Linked DNA regions of Mus musculus: region 1 is linked to region 2. Evidence: chromatin contacts called from public Hi-C data. All regions are on one chromosome and are shown on one strand. Each heading gives the region's core, a stretch centred on a gene start, on an enhancer-like site or on the middle of the called end of the contact. The rest is flanking DNA. Distances are from core to core; before and after follow the strand shown.

Region 1 (3,749 bases), core at 643-3,142, 65 kb after region 2:
AGGCAGAGGATGCCCAGTGTGGATTTTTCCCAAAGTGGACAGGGTATTGTGCCCATGGCCGCGAACTCTTCCAGAATATTGCCAGTCTCTATCAAGAGGCGTGAAGTAGAGACAGCCAGTTTGAATTTGGGCAGGACTCTGACTGCTTCTCTGAGCAAAATGCAGATGTGTAATGGAGGCCATGCCCAAATTCTCTGACACCAGGTAGTAAGAGGCTCACTCTCAGAGACTCCCCACCCTGGCCGACGGGCCACATGGAGCTGTCCAGCTCCTGACAGCCCTAGCTAAGATCTCAACCCGCAAAAGGCACCAACCGCAAACCTGTGAGTGAGGGGCCATTCTGGAAACTAGGTTTTTTTGCATGAACCCTGTTCCTTGGGGCATCCAGACCAAGCAAGACAAAGTTAGAAAGCCCTGCACATGCTCTGCTTGCTCCTGGAACATCAGGGCTGCCAGCTTGGACTTCCCCTTCTGAGCCTATTCTGACCTTTAATTCCTTCATGCATCATGTTGGAAGGTGAGGTCTGGTGGGAGGTGGAGTGTTCATAACGTAGTCATGACTTTCTACAGTTATGAATGAACCAGACCACACACACACACACACACACACACACATACACACACACACACACACACACACACATACACACACACACACACACACACACACACACACACACACACACACACACCAGAGCTTCCAGAGACTAAACCACCAACCAAAGAGTATACATGGAGGGACCCACGGCTCCAGCTGCATATGTAGCAGAGGATGGTCATATCTGGCATCAGTGAGAGGAGAGGCCCTTGATCCTGTGGAGGTTTGATGTCCCAGCAAGAGGGGTGAGGTGGGAGTGCAGGGGAGCACCCTCTTAGAGACAAAGGGGAGGGCAGATGGGATGGGAGGTTTGCAGAGGGGAGACCAGGAAGGAGGACATTTGAAATATAAATAAATAAAATAACCAATAAAAAAATTTTTTTAAAAAAGAAAAGAAAAAAATGACTGAACCAGAACAAGAGTCAGCCCCCTCTCCTGTTTTGCAAGCAGCTATTTCACTTCCCACCCCCACACCATGTTTAAAGCAACATAAAGCCCTTACGAGAGCTGTCCAACTGACCTTGAACTTCTCAGCCAAAAGCAACTCCTCTTCTTTATCAGTTACCTAATCTCAGATGCTCTGCTATAGCAACAAAAACAAAGAAATGACCTTTCTCATGTATTTCCATTTACTTCTCTGAGTTATTCAATCAAAATGACAGAGTAGAATATTCTCAAACAACTGCGGCCATCCATGGTTTAACCCATGCAAACTTCCCTGCCCGAGTTCAAGACTAAAACCAGACACTGTACCCGTCATTCCTTGCAGCTCACCAGACATTTGTAGTCCCCACTGCTCATCCAGAAAGAGTTGGAAGGAACTGCTGTGAATTTTACAGAAGTCACTGTGCTGTGACAAAGTTCACGGCTCTCTGCACCACCTGCCTCTGATTCCCACCAGAAGCCATCATTCCTGATTAAAGCAAACACTGTCAATTCGGCCACAGCCCCAGGACGTTCTGGTCCCCTCTGAAAACATTGCCAAACAGCTCCCTGATTGGGTCACGTTAGGTCACAGTATCCACGGGTGGACAAAATGTAGTAAAAATTTTATGGGCCACTTGAGACCTATTGGATCGGCAAGGAACAAGCTAGGTCCAAAAAAGAGCGCAGTTGGATCCAAGTCTTTTCAGAAAGTAGTCACATATGGAAACTTCCCCAAGACTTCTCTGGCCCCTCAGCAGCCGGTGCCTCCACCCCATCACTCTTCTTGTCAGCCCGGCCAGTGCTGCTATTCTCTTTCAGCTCCTGTGAACAAAGAAAATGTCAGAGCCGGGTCTCTCCCTTTTGTTGCAATTCCAGAGAGCTCTTCAGGGAAGAGGGTGGAGTTGGGGGTGGGGGCCTATGGCCTGTCCAGAGGGCATTATCTCTGCCAAATGTCTATAGGTCTCCAGCAGAGCTGGCTTAACTATGAGGAGTGGTATCTCTGTACATTTGTATGTGTGTGTGCAGGACATACAGGCATACACACAGGTCCCACCAGGGAGGGCCCTGAGCACCCTGCACATTTAGATCTGTTCTTGCTGGTGGTGCTGGGGAGCCACTGAGGATCTCCAGTAAGAGAGGAAACCATCCTCAGCTCTGTGGGGCTGCTGGATCAACACTAACATCCAAGAATTATAAGAGTCCCGAGGACCCATCGGAATCCTTGAGGGTTCCACTCCCCTGGGGGATCCCTGGGGAGGTTTCAGTTCAGAAACCACAAATGCAGATTCCTGGTTAGTTTTGTTATAGGCTAGACTCTTGGGAGATTTTTCATAGCCTCAGTTTCCCCATCAATAAAATGGGAAGAAAGGTTTGTTATGCCTATACCCACACACCAGCCAATGTTGTTAAGCAATAGCAAAAAGAGCAGTACTTTCTGGCTTATCCCTCAAAATCACTTGGCAGGCTTCTGAAGAGAGAACTCTCAGCTCTCAGGGCATGAAGGAAAACATCCTTGAGAGCGGTCATAAGAAAGGCAGCCCCTCTCACCACTGACACACTCACCGCTGAGTAACTTCCTTTGCTTTTCTTTATCCAGGGAGATTCTCACTTAGCCCAGGCTGGACCTTAGTCCACTATGTATCTAAGAATGGCTTGTAATTTCTGATCCTCCTGCCTCCACTTCCTAAGTGCTGTGCATCATAGGCATGGACCACCAGAAACCTTCTGTTTAGGATGTGGTATATATGGTATCCATAGGGTCGTGAATAATTATACATAACATATAACTATTCACATACATGATTACTTATATGTATGGATATGGTATGCTAATATAGACCCATGTGTAATCCCCAAAGGCGGATGCAGGCATGTCTTCCATCATAGCTGATCTTCTATAATCCATTCTTCTTCCATCGAGAGAGGAGTCTGTGCCCATCCGCCTTGAGTTTAGGCAGACTTTTAACTCCCCTGCAACCAACAGTCTAAGATGGGAGTGAGTTGCAGGACTCTGGGAGCAAAACCATAAAAGGTTATGCAGCTTCCACACTGGCCTCTGGCACACTTGTACAGACCCAGAAAACCAATGCCCTGAAAGGTCTGAGAGGCTGCTGTGCAGTCAGGAAGCCGTCGTGACCAGGCTTGTGTCAGCTTGGAAGAGAGTACCGCAGTTGAGAAAAATGTCCCCACCATATTGGCCTGCAGACAAGCCTGGGGCCATTTTTTGGTTGATGATTGATGTGGGAGACAAAGCTCACCGTGGGCAGGGCTTTACTCGAACAGGACAGTACTCAGGCCGTTCTGGGGGTTGTAAGGAAGCAGACTGAGCAAGCCATGGGAAACAAGTTAGTAAGTGATGCCCCTCCACGTCTCTGCTTCAGTTCCTGCCTCCTGGTCCCTGCCCTGAGTTCCAGTCCTAGCTTCCCCCGGGGACAGACTTACAAGCTATAATCTGAAATAAATCGTTTCCTCCCCAAGTTGCTTATGGTCATTGTCTTACCACAGCAGTAGAAACCCTAACTAAGGCAGATGCCCAAACAGTCCCATGTAAAAAGGCCTCCTGGAAAGACACATGAATGGGGCTGGAGAGATGGCTCAGCGGTTAAGAGCACTGACTGTTCTTCCGAAGGTCCTGAGTTCAAATCCTAGAAACCACATGGTGGCTCACAACCATCCGTAATCAGATCTGACACTCTCTTCGAGTACGAGGACAGCTACAGTGTAC
Region 2 (3,405 bases), core at 309-2,808:
TGAGGTTGAAGCCACCCTCTGTGAGCTCAGATAAAGGCGGTGGTTACAGGAAATGTAAGACGTCCCTGGGAAGTGTAGTGAGCTATTTGGCTTTTTCAGCAGGAAGAATTCAGGCTGGGACTGCGTGGCTCTGTGGGTAGGGTGCTTGCCCTGTGTGCACAAAACCCTGGCTTCAGATCCACACCAGTGCATAAACTGGGCACGGTGAGTGAGTGCTTGTATTCCCAGGATCCGGGAGGCAGAGACAAGGAGGATCTTAAGTTTAAAGTTATCTTTTAATAAACACGGAGTGGGGCCCGACCTTGGATACAGGAGGAGAAGAATCGAGATGCGCGCTATATCTGACATGGATGAAGCCTGAACACATGCTAAGTCACCAAAATGAACAATGAGCCACTAAAAGACAAATACGACTGTGTATATGGGAGACAAATACGACTGACTGCCTATATGGGATTCCCAGAGAAAACAAAGTCACGCAGACACACCCCACCCGGGGTGATATTTACCAAGGTGGAGAAGTGGTTGTTTGTCAACTGGATATACCTGAAAAGAGGGAACCTCAAATGAGAACACTGACGTCACCAGATCAGCCTGGTGGACTCCTCGCTGATGCATTTTCTTTATTAATAATTGATGTGGGAGGGCCCAGCGCACTGCGAGCTGGCACCATTCCCAGCAGGTGGGCCTGTGCTCTATAAGAAAGGTAACCCGATCCTGCGATCCTGCGCCTGCAGAAGGAAGCAGGTTAGAGCTCCCCTCAGTTGGCTACTCTTGGTTCTTGCCTCTGTGCCTGCTAACTTCCTGAGTTCCTGAGCTAACTTTCCACAGTGAGGAGCTGTGATTGGCAGGTGTCAGCCAAGGGAACTCCCCCCCCTCAGTTTCTTTTGGTTCCAGTGCTTATCACAGCAGTGAGAACTAAGACAAGCAGAGGGGGTTTTCTCTTTAATGCTTACCAAGAGTTAGAGTTGCTGTTTTGATGGTTTAAGGGTTTAAGTTTTGCAAAAAGCAAACAAGTCCTGGCCATCTGTTGCAAAATCGTGTCAACAGTCAGGCGTTTTAACGACTGAACTGCGCACTCTGGGATGGTTACGTTTCATGTTATGAATATTAGACTGCATTTTTATAACAGCCAACCTCTCACTTTGGAGCCCAGATTGGCCTCCTCTCCTTCCTGCTTCAGTAGTTCCCAGCGATGGGATTACTGGCTGATCACATTTTACAAGGACAAATGTAACTATAAAAAGGGATGGCAATAGAGCTCGAGAGATAAAGGGAGGCAAAAGCCATTTTAGCCTGACCAGCTGAACTAGAATTCGGAAGGAACAATGTTTTGCCCTAAAGCTCCCTCCCTTGCCCTCCCAGGGCGGGCGCTGTGGCACCCGCGCAGGCGCCCCACGATAACCCTCTCTGGCAACTCTGGCTGTACCTCTGCTCAGGCGACCAATGAACACTCGCCTGTGGCCAAGCTCACGCCTCCATTGGCTGCACCCCGCCAACCGCGGTCCTCGCAGGTTCCCAAGCCGGGTTTAAAGGTGTCAGGCGCGCACGGCCCCTCACTGTCATCCGCCGGCACGCAGGTCCGCGGGGAGGGCGATCTGCCGACCGGCCCACCCCTGGGCGTTAGTGAAGGGCGCCCCGGGTCGCCCCACAGCCCCCGCCCCAGATGTACTATGCGATTTCCCAGGCGCGTGTGAACGCGGCTCCCGCGACCATGTTGCGGCCACAGCGGCCTGGAGACGTGCAGCTCGGGGCCTCGCTGTATGAGCTGGTGGGTTACAGGCAGCCACCTATCTCCTCATCCTCATCCTCATCCTCTTCCACCGCATCCCTTCTCCCCAAGCCTGCGCGCGAGAAGGCCGAAGCTCCGCTCGCTGAACCTCGGGGACCTGCGCCAGAGTCCGGGGGCGCCCGGGCCGACGCCAAAGAGGAACAGCAGCAGCAGCAGCTGCGGCGCAAGATCAACAGCCGCGAGCGGAAGCGCATGCAGGACCTGAACTTGGCCATGGACGCGCTGCGCGAAGTTATCCTACCCTACTCGGCAGCGCACTGCCAGGGCGCGCCGGGCCGCAAGCTCTCCAAGATTGCCACGCTGCTGCTCGCCCGCAACTACATCCTGCTGCTGGGTAGCTCGCTGCAGGAGCTGCGCCGCGCGCTCGGCGACGGTGCGGGACCCGCCGCCCCGCGCCTGCTCCTCGCTGGCCTGCCTCTTCTGGCTGCCGCGCCGGGCTCTGTGCTGCTGGCACCCGGTGCCGTGGGACCCCCCGAAACGCTGCGCCCCACCAAGTACCTGTCTCTAGCGCTCGACGAGCCACCGTGCGGCCAGTTCTCTCTCCCAGCTGGTGGCGCGGGTAGCCCTGGCCTCTGCTCCTGTGCGGTGTGCAAGTTCCCGCATCTGGTCCCCGCCGGCCTGGGCTTGGCAGCGGTGCAGGCCCAGTTCTCCAAGTGAGGGCTGGCTGGGCCCGGGGCGGAGCGCGACCTCAGCCAATCTTCCCGCGCCCCCGCGTCCTGGATCTAGGCAGAGCTGGCCCCAGAAAGGAGGACATTTCCAGACTTCTCTCCCAGACGACAGACTGTAGGGCGCCTTCTTCCCCGCCCCCACTCCCTGGCAATTAAAATAACCCAAGCGGGTGTTCCAAGGAGCGATGTAGTTGCTTGGGATTCTAGATGAATCCCACCTGTTTAGAGCCAGAAGTCTTCGCATCCCCACCACAACTCACCCACTGGCAGGGGTGACAACCCCCACCACCGCGGGCTATTCTCGTATCCGTGAGCATCGCGGAGTCGGGGAGGACGGTAGCCGGCCGGTGCGGTATAAGGGGGTTGCCCTGGGTGCAGCGAAAGGCTGCCCCCAGCTTGGTTTCCTGGCATGCTTCCGCTCCCTGGCCTAAGAGCTGCTCCCCAACAGTGTCTACCCAGAGGGGCGTCCTTTCCTTGTCCAGGGCCTGAGCGCACAGGCTCCCTTGCTCTCTCCAGCCAAACCATGCGGATCTAGGAGGTCTAGAAAGCCCAGGCCACCGGTACAAACATCAAGGGTGTTACGGATGGGCCGCTCTGGAAAGCCCAGGGTTTCCGAGCTGGATGTTACGCGGGTGCGCTCGGTTACCGCGCTCGGTGGTTGGGGATGCGAAGTGGAGAGGTTCCTCTCCACTCCCAGTTCTGTTTTTCAGGCTCGCCCAGGTGTTTTGTTGCAGTTTATGCTCCTTAAAACCTAAAACCCTTACTTAGTCTCCACTTCCCTAAAGGTAGCTTAACCAACGTTTGAGCTTGCTTGAAAACAAAATTCCAACCACGTTCCATGCCATCGGTGTTCGGACTTACTAAAATAGGTAGCAAGGCACGTCGTAGCGCAGGCTTATAAAATTCGGTCATTAACGTTCTCATTAAAGTAAGCGGAGTTGGGCG

The links. Hi-C and Micro-C count contacts between places; a contact is called where the count stands out from the background.
Region 1: a Hi-C map of stem cell-derived motor neurons shows a contact between it and region 2, with 4 times the contacts expected there. The contact joins the enhancer-like site here to the promoter of Olig1 in region 2. A contact is called at or near these places in 4 of 39 promoter capture datasets (HPC-7-derived erythroid cells, embryonic stem cells and macrophages), 10 of 484 Hi-C or Micro-C datasets (the 63-12 cell line, B cells, cerebellum and 4 more), 8 of 115 datasets of contacts at active chromatin or transcription factors (embryonic stem cells, neural stem cells and stem cell-derived neural progenitor cells) and 1 of 9 other capture datasets (liver).

The regions. Positions count from the first base shown.
Region 1 is chr16:91,332,824-91,336,572 of GRCm38.p6, forward strand. No RefSeq gene overlaps it. Among named protein-coding and RNA genes, the nearest start is that of Ifnar2, 38 kb to the right of the region's middle. Within about 2 kb of position 1,893, at least 23 of the 459 cell types and tissues checked have an H3K27ac peak or open chromatin away from gene starts, as enhancers often do. A contact at or near this core is called in embryonic stem cells and stem cell-derived motor neurons, where this site is marked.
Region 2 is chr16:91,268,211-91,271,615 of GRCm38.p6, forward strand. Olig1 (oligodendrocyte transcription factor 1) reads left to right here and starts at 1,559. Exons shown (of 1, transcript NM_016968.4): 1 at 1,559-3,405. The coding sequence starts at 1,667. The coding sequence ends at 2,449.